3 separate regions of the Mus musculus genome follow, and regions 1 and 3 are each linked to region 2. A link is a contact called in public Hi-C and promoter capture Hi-C data. All regions are on one chromosome and are shown on one strand. The core of a region is the stretch at or near the end of the contact, and the rest is flanking DNA. Distances in the headings are between cores, read along the strand shown.

Region 1 (3,440 bases), core at 699-3,198, 2.0 Mb before region 2:
AAGATGTCAGACGCAGGTACATTTGATACATTTTGGAGTAGACAAGTTATAGCTATACCACCACAGGAACAGGTCTCGAGGAGTCTACAAAGAAGAAATCTTTTCAATTACTGTATATGAAAAAGAAAGAAATAGTAATTGTGAAATAGTAATTGTGAGTGCTCATTACAAGGCTGATGGCTGGAACATTAAGGACACATTACTGTGGTTAAAAAAAATAGAAACTGTGTGATTGAAACACTGAAAGTTACAATGTGCATTTTTGACATTAATGATGTTTTTATAAATGGAGAGTGGTTGTCAAAATAGTTCTCGGCTATGTCTGCTTTTCGTGTTCACCTGTTCACAACCACCCTTTCCTTGTGCCTTGGCTATTTAACCAAACTAAAGGGACCCAACTCACTCTACAGCACTGGTTCTCAACCTTCCTAACTCTGTGACCCTTTAATATGGTTCCTCACGTGCCGGTTATCCACAACTATAAAATTATTTTTGCTGCTACTTCATAGCTGTAATTTTGATACTGTTGTGAATCATATGATACAAATATTTTTGTTTCCTGGTAGTCTTAAGGTGACCCCTGTGAAAGGGTCTTTGGACCACAAAGGGGCCATGACCCGCAGGTTGAGGACCACTGCTTTAAGCTGCTATCTCTACACTCATCTCTGAACCTCAAGGACAAGGAATGGGAAATACGTGTTATTGTGAGGATTGGATGCTGTGGCAGTGATCATCCAGAGCTGGTCCTAGATGAGGAATGATATGGGCCCTTCACCCCCCAAATCAAATCCATGTGGACACTCTAGACAGGGAAGAAATCCATCCTAAAGTGGTTGTATAGCTTTCAGAATTAATCACAGCTTTTTTTCTTTGCTCAGTGACTCTCAGGGAAATCTCTCCAGACTCCAGGTGCAGTGGTCCGTAGAAGCTCTGGCGGCAAAGCTGAGCACCCACCCAGCCAAGTCACAAGTTAAGAGACAAGGTTCATTGTCGTGCATCTACTAAACATTCAGGCTCAGCACCAAGATCTTCTGGTGAAACAGAGCAAGAAACACAAAATGATAAAAAGCGCTTCTGCTCTTATCTGGCTGGCGGGATCATGCCAGGCCATGTGGCTACCATCATAGGGCAGGCGGGAGGTCTCATCATCGGCGGCCTGAGCATCATGGGCATGTGGCCTCCCATGGGCGGTCTCATCCCAGGAGCTGGTCCCACGGACATCATCCCAGGCGGAGGGAGAGCCCATCACTGGCATCATGGGCGGGCCTCCCATGTGGGGTGCAGGCATACTGTCAGGCGGAGGAGGACCTGGGAGACTGGAGGGAGGTGGGATCATGGTCCCAGCAGGCGAAGGAGCAGAGAATGGAGCCCGGAGGGAATTTCCTTGTTGAAATGCAGCCGTTGTTTCGTCAGCTCTGGCAAGCTCTTCCATCCATTTCTGGGAATAGTCTTTCACATTCTTGTTTCCGACCACTGCGGTGTGTCTTCCTCACAGACAGAGAATCGTGGGTAAGATACATACCACAGTAGTCATAATAAAACGTAGGCAGGTTGCTCCTCAAGCCCTTGTCTATCAGGGTCCCCGCCACAAGGAACTGACGCCGGATTTTTCACTACATATGAGATGAAGGTGTTGAGTCTGTCCCTGAATAGAGCTGTGCACATATTGTCCAAGTTGGAGAGAGTGATGCATTAAGTCTCTATCAAGAACTCAGTGTCTCTGCTTTCATTATTCAGTTTATGAGTGATTTTTCTCATAGGGCGGCATGTGGTAGACTTCCAATAGGCATTTTTAAATCGAATGAATTGGTGTTAAAAAGAAAGTATTATATGTATTTCAAAAACTATCTAAAAAGCTCCCATTTAATCATCTAACTCTGAAGTAAGATATAGTCCTAAAATAGCAACCAGTGAAGAGAGTGGATTCAGATGTGGAGGCTGCGAGTGGCCTTGACGTGTTTACTGGAGTCACACGGTTACCCTGGTTACTGATGGTTTTGCTCATTCCATTTGGCTGGCTGATTTGACCAAACATCGTTTCAACATCTTTTCAGACTGGCCTGCGAAATGGGATAAGTACTGTTTAGGAGAGTTAAAACTCGAGTAATGTCGAAAGAAAAAGGAAAAAAAAAAGGCTAGAACTTAGTAACTCTTTTTAGCTGAAAGGTAGAGATTAGTGGATCATACAAACTTAGAAAATAGTAATTTTTGTAAAAGTATGAACATGTTATTTTTAACTGTACAGTTGCTATAGTAAGTTGGTCATGTGTAAAAGGAACTTGCAGTGAATTCAAGGGTAAAGAAATGATGATCATAGAGTAGGCAGGGCTCAGGAAATATGATTATTTTTATTTGTGTGTGGGTGTGTGTGTTGAGACAGGGTCTCTCTGTAGTTTTGACTGTTTTGAATCTAGCTATGTAAACAAGGCTGGCTTCGAATTCGGCTTGCCTCTGCCTTCTGAGTACTGGGTTTAAAGACATGGGTTACCACTGCTGAGGGAATAATCTGATTTTATTACCTACCAGGTATGGTGGAAAATTGACATGAACACATAGGTAGTCTTTTGCTGGTTAAATAGCCTTCCTCTACTAATTTGGGATGTTTGTCTTGGTAATGTTTTTTGGATAAGAGTGTTTGCAATACATTTTGTAAAAATTTAGTCCATTGTTAATCTCTTTGTGGTCTAAAATGAGGACACAACAATTTAAAAATACACGCTTGTCTCTGTGACATAGGTGATGGCTCTCAGATGCTTGTGGCCTGGATGATGGCTGATAGTTCACCTTTGTGACAGGTACAGGTACTCTTGAGTCCTAATGTGCTTCCGGATTCCCTGCCCTGTCACAGGTGGGTTTATGTGACTCTGTAGATCACTCCAAGACAGGCATGCATTTGGGTTAGCCTCTAAGCCAGGTACACTGAGAGGTCTGATCCTAGAGTCACCCTTGGAAATAAGTAAATGCCTCACTGAGTCAGGCTTTGAGAGTTCAAAATCCTCCCAGTTTGTTCTGTCAATTTCTCTATCTCTATCTCTGTCTCTCTGTTTCTGTTTCTCTCTTCCTCCCTTCCTCCTGCCCTTTCTCCCCCCTCCACCACACTCTGCTTGCTGCCTGCAGTTTCAGATGAGAGCTCTCAGCTGTTCCTGCCTCCCTTGTCTTCCTGCTACCACGCTTCACCACTCTTGAGGCTGATGGACTCTTAGCCCTCTAGAACCCTAAACCCCAAATAAACCTTTTCCTCTCTAAGTTGCCTTCATCATGTTTTACCACAGCAACAGAAAAATATGGCACCATACCAGCCAATGGGAAGAGAAAAGATATAAATGGATAGTCACTGACTTACCAATTGTGTGTTTTTTTTTAACTTTTGATGATTCAAACGTAATGCACATGAAGTATAAAAATGTTGTGATCGTACCTTTTTTAGGTTGTTGATGGGC
Region 2 (3,517 bases), core at 51-2,550:
AAGCAAGCTGTAACAACAACTCACACCATGTAATATGTGGTATCACACTGTCCCTCCTGGTCTATCTAGCATTCAGAGACAAACAACGTACAAGTGTAATACTGTGGTTTTTATTTGGCTATATCTCTAGAAATTTACATCTTTAAAATCAAAAGGATCTAGCAGAAGTTATGAATGTTAAGTAGTATTGAGATTTATGGTAATCGCCTTGTGCTATTATAACAAACACCACAGTCCAAGCGGCTTAAATGAGGCAAGTTAATTTTCTTGCAGCTCTGGAGGAACGGAAGTATATGATTAAGGTGCCAAATGGTGCGATTCCTGGTGAAAGCATTCTTCCTCCTGACTTACCTTCTTGCTCTGTCATCTTAAAATGTTTTTATTGGCATATAGATTAATTATACAAAATAATAAGTTTTGCTCTGCAGTTTTAACAGATGTGTATAATGTACTTTAAATTGTCCCCTCCTTTCAGAACCCTCCCTTGATCTCTGCTCCCGTTGCTCCCCCTCTTCTTGCTATGCCCTCTTATAAGGACACTAATCCTATAAGATTAGGGCCTCACACTCACAAGCTCATTCACTGTAACTACACTTCAAAAACATTATTTCCAGAAGCAGCCAGTCATGTTTCGGTTTGGGATTTTGATATATAAATTTGGAGATGAGTTATACCTATAACAGCTCTCTTTCTTAAATTATAGATTATATTTCTATCAAAGATTTTTAAGTAGGAAGAAAGACCAGACAAAAGCCTAGACAAAGGGAGGAATTCTTTTCAAGATGTGAAACACAAGCCTTAGTATCATAATGTTTTAATCCAGGAAAAATGAGTTGCCCTTATTTGTGCACTCTCTTTTGTGTGTGTGTGTGTGCTATGAACAACTATTAAATATGAAGCGTCTCCCAGCAAACTGCCTCTCACAGAGGTGTGAACTAGCATCTTTGTCACAAGTTCCCACAGATTTCTCTACTGATTGGTATTGTTATAGCAACCAGAGTGCCACGGGAAGTTGTCATGGGCATGATAATCATGAAACATCACTATGGCAACAGAAACCTCTGGAAAGTAAAAAAAAAAAAAAAAAACAAACTTAGACTGTCAATTGGTATCAAAGAGGGTTACCCAGGGAAAAAATAGGTGGAGGCAGAAATAAAGGGTCAGAGCAAAAAGGAATGATTATATAGAAACTGAACAAGCAATGGAGAAAGAAAACAGTAACCAAACAGAGGGTGAAGCTATGGCTCACACAGGAAAGCGGGAGGCAGGAGGGAGCACATGAGCCCCAGCAGTGGGCATGCTCCCAGAAGCAGTGCGCATGCTCTGCATGCAATGCAGAACCCCGGGGGAGACATGACTGGATGCCAAGGTCTGGACTGGAATTGACCAGGTGCTGATTTTCATACTGGAGGAAGATTTTGAATGAGCCACAATTTAGTGAGACAGCCTAAATCAATTTGTGGAGTGCTTTTGGCAAGACATCCTGCTGACTAGGAATTCTTATAATATCTGGTGTTCAGAGGCACCACATTTGAATATGGCTTTTCTTTATTGGACATCGAGATTGCTTCAGACAAAGGCACAGTGCCATTTGCTCCATTATAAATATATATTTCCTTCATTACAGAAGCTTAATGGCCTTTTTTTCCACCATGAGGGAATTAAGGTAATTCTTTAATACTCTTAAAGAGTAAGTGGCAATGTCACTTGGAATAAAGCATTTTCACTTAATATTTTCTGTGTTCTATTATCAATCAGGATTGAAGTTTTTATGGCCCAATATTAACTTTTAGTGAAGGGACTATATATATATATATATAATCATATATATATGGAATACATATATATGATATATATATGAAATCAAAAGGGGCCAGTAAGATGTTTAATTGTTTTCTAGAATTAAATGATGCTTCAAACATAACAGAATAAAGACTGAAAAATGGAAGCAGAAAAGGAGATACATAATGGTGGATATCATAAAGAAGCAAAGCAAAAGAATAACAAAAGCTTGAGATGAAAGTACAGAAATCAAACCAGCAGTCCGGGTACTTGCAGAAGTATGGTTTTAGGAATTTTAACAGAACATTTGTTTTTTTATTTCTTTTCCCCTTAATTTACTAATTTATTAATTATTAACTTTACATCACTATTGCAACCCTATCTCCCTCCTTTCCTCCCAGTTCTACACCTTCACACCTCCTTCTCACCATTACCACAACTCCACTTCTCCTTTGTGAAGGAAAAGTCCCCATGGGTACCAATCCTTCCTGGCTCATGAAGTCACAATAGGACTAAGCACTTCTTCTCCCACCGAGGCCAGAGAAGGCAGTCTGGCTAGGAGGAAAGGGATCCAAAGGGAGGCAATAGAGTCAGTCAGTCCGCTTTCCAACTTTAACATTGTCTTAGTCAGGGTTTCTATTCCTGCACAAACATCATGACCAAGAAGCAAGTTGAGGAGGAAAGGGTTTATTCGGCTTACACTTCCATACTGCTGTTCATCACCAAAAGAAGTCAGGACTGGAACTCAAGCAGGTCAGAAAGCAGGAGCTGATGCAGAGGCCATGGAGGGATGTTCTTTACTGGCTTGCCTTCCCTGGCTTGCTCAGCCTGCTCTCTTATAGAACCCAAGACTACCAGCCCAGAGGTGGTCCCACCCACAAGGGGCCTTTCCCCTTTAACTGAGAAAATGCCTTACAGCTGGATCTCATGGAGACATTTCCTCAACTGAAGCTCCTTTCTCTGTGATAACTCCAGCTGTGTCAAGTTGACACAAAACTAGCCAGTACAAACATCGTTTAATTTGTAAGTGATGTCTGTTTCACCTGGGCAGTACATTTTAGTTGATAGCATTCTAAGGGGATGACCTTATACTTACTACATAGCTAGAGATGACCTTGATCTTTGGTCTTTAGAGGTTGAGTAAACCAGTTGACAGCAAGAATAAAGAGGAAGGCAAACATGGTTTTAGCCCCGAGGTTCTGCCCACTGTGACCACCAGAATTATAGGTCATCCATCCCCCTTCAGGATCCCTCTCAGGAGCGTGAACACCCATCAATCACTACTCCTCTTTCTTCAAGCTCATAAACAAAAACCAGTGCAAAGGTTCTTGATGCCTAACCTTCACTTCAAACAAGGCAAGGCTTCTGTTGGATAGTACACCAAGGTTCCAACTCTGCCTGTTTAATGCTCACACACACACACACACACACACACACACACACTAAGCATTAGTTGGCTAGGTGGTGGTTTGAATAAGAATGGCCCTATATTTTATAGGCTATATTGCCTATATTTTATAGGCTCATATATTGGAATATGTGGTCCAAGGTTGGCGGGGCTGCTTGGGAAGGATTATGAGGTGTGACGTGGTTGGAGAAAGTATGTCACTGGGGACTTTGAGATATCAAAAGGACTCCCACCGGTACCAGAACGCATGATCTACCCCATCCTTGTTATTGTTGTCATTCAAGACAGTAGCTCTCAGTTGTTCCTTTGTTCCACTGCCATAGACTC
Region 3 (3,453 bases), core at 789-3,288, 1.7 Mb before region 2:
TTAATTTTCTTTGATCCACTTTTTCTTTTTCACTGTACACCTGCATAAGATTACTAACAAGCATTCAACAGGGTTAATATTACATCATTAGTTCAGTTCCCAGCAATCACATGGTGGCTGTCAACCATCTCAAATGGGATCTGAAGCCCTCTTCTGGTGTGTCTGAAGACAGCTACAGTATGCTCATATAAATAAAATAAATAAATCTTTTTTTTTAAAGGAAGAAGCTACAGATCATTTGGAAACTATCATGTTCTTCAAATATAAAATGAAACACTACAAGGAGTTACTGTTACAACCAGCAGCTTTATGTTTCTGATAGTGAAATGACAGAGTTCTACAGTGTGTTACCATAGCCTTCGCCTTTGAAAGTTAGCTTCCTTTCCAGAAAATACAGTTACCGATTTTACAAACTTGGATTAATTATATTTTATAAAATAAACATTACCATTACTTGAAAGTTTTTTGGATTGTTAGGTCCAAAAGCAAGACACAAAGACCACCACTCACGTATGCAATAGGCAAGAGTGTTTTTATTTCCCCAAAGCAAGAAGCCTGCATGTAGGTATCAGCTACTTAACAAAAATGGCAACCCTGGACAACGGGGCACAAGTCTTTTATAGGAAACTGGGGAATTTTTTTTTAGCAAAGCTTAGGTAATCTAAAACTTCATTGGCGGGTGCTGTGAAGGTTTCATGGATTGGTTTCTGATTTGCTGCTATGTTAGTTTTACTATATTTGGTGAGGTCTTGAGGAAACTTCAGGAACTGTTTCAGCTCTGGGCTTCTCCTCCCTTTGTCAGAGCCATTAGTAGCTAACAGCCCATTGTCAGTAGGTGCTTCTGGGGAGCTTTATCAGCTCCCATAGGAAACTGAGACTTTTCTATTCCCAAAGTTTTTATTTTTCTTTTTTTTGGGGAGTTCTCAGAATTACAATGAGTAAACATCTAAGTAAAAGTAGAAGTGTCCCATTTCTCAATGCTGTACACCCAATATAAATCTTGTTTCCAAAATACACCACAAATTAAGCACAGTAAAATTTCTCTATTTTTTCCATAAAGTACTGGATTATCATAGTGTGAATTGATGGCCATGAGTGGTGTGTATCAAATAGAAAGGCACTTGGTGGGAAGTTTGTTGTTTGAATAATGTGAATCAATAGAACCAGAAAGGTTTCCTGTGGGAAACATGGTATTTTGAATCCCAGGTGTGAAGAATCAGGCTGTGTGACCTTTGGAAGGCCATTTCTCTCTTTCAGCCTCAATTCTCATATTTTTAAAAAGTAAGAAAGACTGAAAATTATGGTTTAAAATTATTCAAGAAAATGAAAAGCACACCCATAAAAATCAGCAACATATGTTAGAAAAACGAGTACTTGCCTAAAAGATGAAGAAAGAAAATATTGAATAAGTGAAATATAAACAGAGGATGATCAACAGAGCAAGGAGATTATAAGCTTCCTCATATCAGTCATAGAAAGATACATTATTTTTATTTTTATTGTTTTAAATTTTTATTTCAATTTTATATGTCATGGGTTTCCTATAAAAGCTTAAATTCCTATCCATGGTAGTGCATATTAAAATAAGTCCATGGTTATCTTGCAGCTCCATGTGTGAAAATTAAAAAATAAACATTTATACAGGTGTTAGAATACTTAAGAGATTTGTGTATGAAATTTATTCAAAGTAATGTGTGATGTACACAATCAACTGTTAGTGAGGTGGGTAAAATTTCAAATAAAATACTAGACTTGATGTGATAAATGGTATATTATTGAAAAATATCTCGTGAAATGGATTTAAAATTAAATTAATAATCAAAAAATTCAAATCACTCTGGCTAAAAAAAATTGGGAAACCTGAATATACCATTTGCTCTGATGTATCTGTTGTTAAAGTTGATCTATTCCTTCACATTTGTAATTGACATTAAATTTCCTGAAACTTTTTAAAATTCTGCTTATATAATACTGCGCCTAGCTGTTTGAGCTAAGCATGAAGTGACAATGTGAAAACAAAGTCTATTTCTATCTACTGTGAAAATTCTAGGAAAACGGCCAACAGATTACATAAATCAAAACTCACATCAGCACTGTATACTAAGCAGATGGCTTTATATGCTAATGTGTTATTTGATGCGCTATCCCTATTGACCGGAGGGAAGATAAAAACCTCTGTAAGGTCACAAAGACCTTCTGCTCACACCCTTTCCCTCCTTCTTGTTGTCACTATGTCAACTGCTGATGAGAATTTAGACTGTGCATAAAACATTGTGTTGTCTTTTTATTTCTTAAAATATATAAAATATACTTGAGCAGAAATATTTCTTGATAGAAATTCTGAGTATAAGGCAGGATAAGAAAATATAAGTAATCCTATAAGACTGAGAATAAAAAATAAGCAACAACCCCCCACTCTTTTATGACTTTAAAATAATCTATAATTTTAAAATGAGAAAGCAGACTATTCCCTTGAAAAATATGAACTCAAGAAATGATAAATATTTTAGGAAAATACTTTAGAAAATAAATAATTTCTCAAAATGTAGATATCTTATTTGTATTTATGAATCTTGATATGCTGAGATTAGTGGATATCTCTTCAAACAAAGAAGAGAGAAAACAATATCATTAAGCTGATAATCAACTTATGTAGTGTTTTCCAGTTGATTAGTTCAGAAATGTTCACCCCACATAAAAAGGCATACATCTGAAAAATCAGAATATACATCTTACCTAAAATGTTGGCAAAAACTCCACCTGCACAGAAAGGCCCAATGTCCAAATTAAAGTGGGAAGCTTATTCAGTAAAATTATGGGCAGTTTCAGGACTCAAGGTTTTCCCTAGACTTGTTGGTAAGATGGCACAGAGAAGGAGAAGAAACACTGTCCTCGGAAATCTGATTTCTAGACATTGTGATCCAATAATGCGTCCTGAAAATTTGTTGATCATGCTGAAGTAAGAATTAGACCATTTTTATATATATTTATGAAGAAAGACTGTTGAACACTGTAAGCAGAATTTCATGGGCTTTCCTATTAGGATCTTGGAAAAAAGTAGTGATGAGAACTATGCATACTCAAGAACTTTCACAGAAGAATAATATTAGCCACTGTGATAGAGACCATTCCTAAGATAATTTGACAAACAATGTAGCTTCTTTCTGCTCTAGTCTTGAGTTTGCCTCAGGAAAACTTAAAAAGTAATCAGCTAAATTCTTTGCTTGAGGATATTTCAAAATAGCCTATTATAGACTTTATCACAGAATTACTAGTAATCACTGTCTGCAGATCTACAATGAAAAAGAACAAGTGGGCCAAAAATAAATACAAAACTACAATTTGAAGAGAAAAAGCACAGTGAAAACTTAATTTCATATCCGAGGACTGTGCTGAGAGAAAGCAAAATTAAGGAGAAGTCTGATCTCCATTGGAGTGAAAAGAAGAGCACCC

Evidence for each region. Promoter capture Hi-C pulls out the DNA fragments that hold promoters and counts their contacts. Hi-C and Micro-C count contacts between places; a contact is called where the count stands out from the background.
Region 1: a contact with region 2 is called in a Hi-C map of neural progenitor cells, with 4 times the contacts expected there. The contact joins two enhancer-like sites. A contact is called at or near these places in 9 of 484 Hi-C or Micro-C datasets (cardiomyocytes, cerebellar granule neurons, cerebellum and 5 more) and 1 of 115 datasets of contacts at active chromatin or transcription factors (astrocytes).
Region 3: a promoter capture Hi-C map of hippocampal neurons shows a contact between it and region 2, with 3 times the contacts expected there. The contact joins two enhancer-like sites. A contact is called at or near these places in 1 of 39 promoter capture datasets (hippocampal neurons), 1 of 15 datasets of contacts at CTCF or cohesin (pro-B cells), 23 of 484 Hi-C or Micro-C datasets (the Ba/F3 cell line, the G1E-ER4 cell line, adipose-derived mesenchymal stem cells and 11 more) and 1 of 115 datasets of contacts at active chromatin or transcription factors (astrocytes).

Annotation. Positions count from the first base shown.
Region 1 is chr9:92,611,428-92,614,867 of GRCm38.p6, forward strand. It overlaps the pseudogene Gm2495. Among named protein-coding and RNA genes, the nearest start is that of B430319G15Rik, 70 kb to the left of the region's middle. Within about 2 kb of position 1,949, at least 35 of the 459 cell types and tissues checked have an H3K27ac peak or open chromatin away from gene starts, as enhancers often do. A contact at or near this core is called in neural progenitor cells, where this site is marked.
Region 2 is chr9:94,609,786-94,613,302 of GRCm38.p6, forward strand. No RefSeq gene overlaps it. Among named protein-coding and RNA genes, the nearest start is that of Gm39404, 27 kb to the left of the region's middle. Within about 2 kb of position 1,301, at least 29 of the 459 cell types and tissues checked have an H3K27ac peak or open chromatin away from gene starts, as enhancers often do. A contact at or near this core is called in hippocampal neurons and neural progenitor cells, where this site is marked.
Region 3 is chr9:92,897,848-92,901,300 of GRCm38.p6, forward strand. No RefSeq gene overlaps it. Among named protein-coding and RNA genes, the nearest start is that of 1700034K08Rik, 110 kb to the right of the region's middle. Within about 2 kb of position 2,039, at least 7 of the 459 cell types and tissues checked have an H3K27ac peak or open chromatin away from gene starts, as enhancers often do. A contact at or near this core is called in hippocampal neurons, where this site is marked.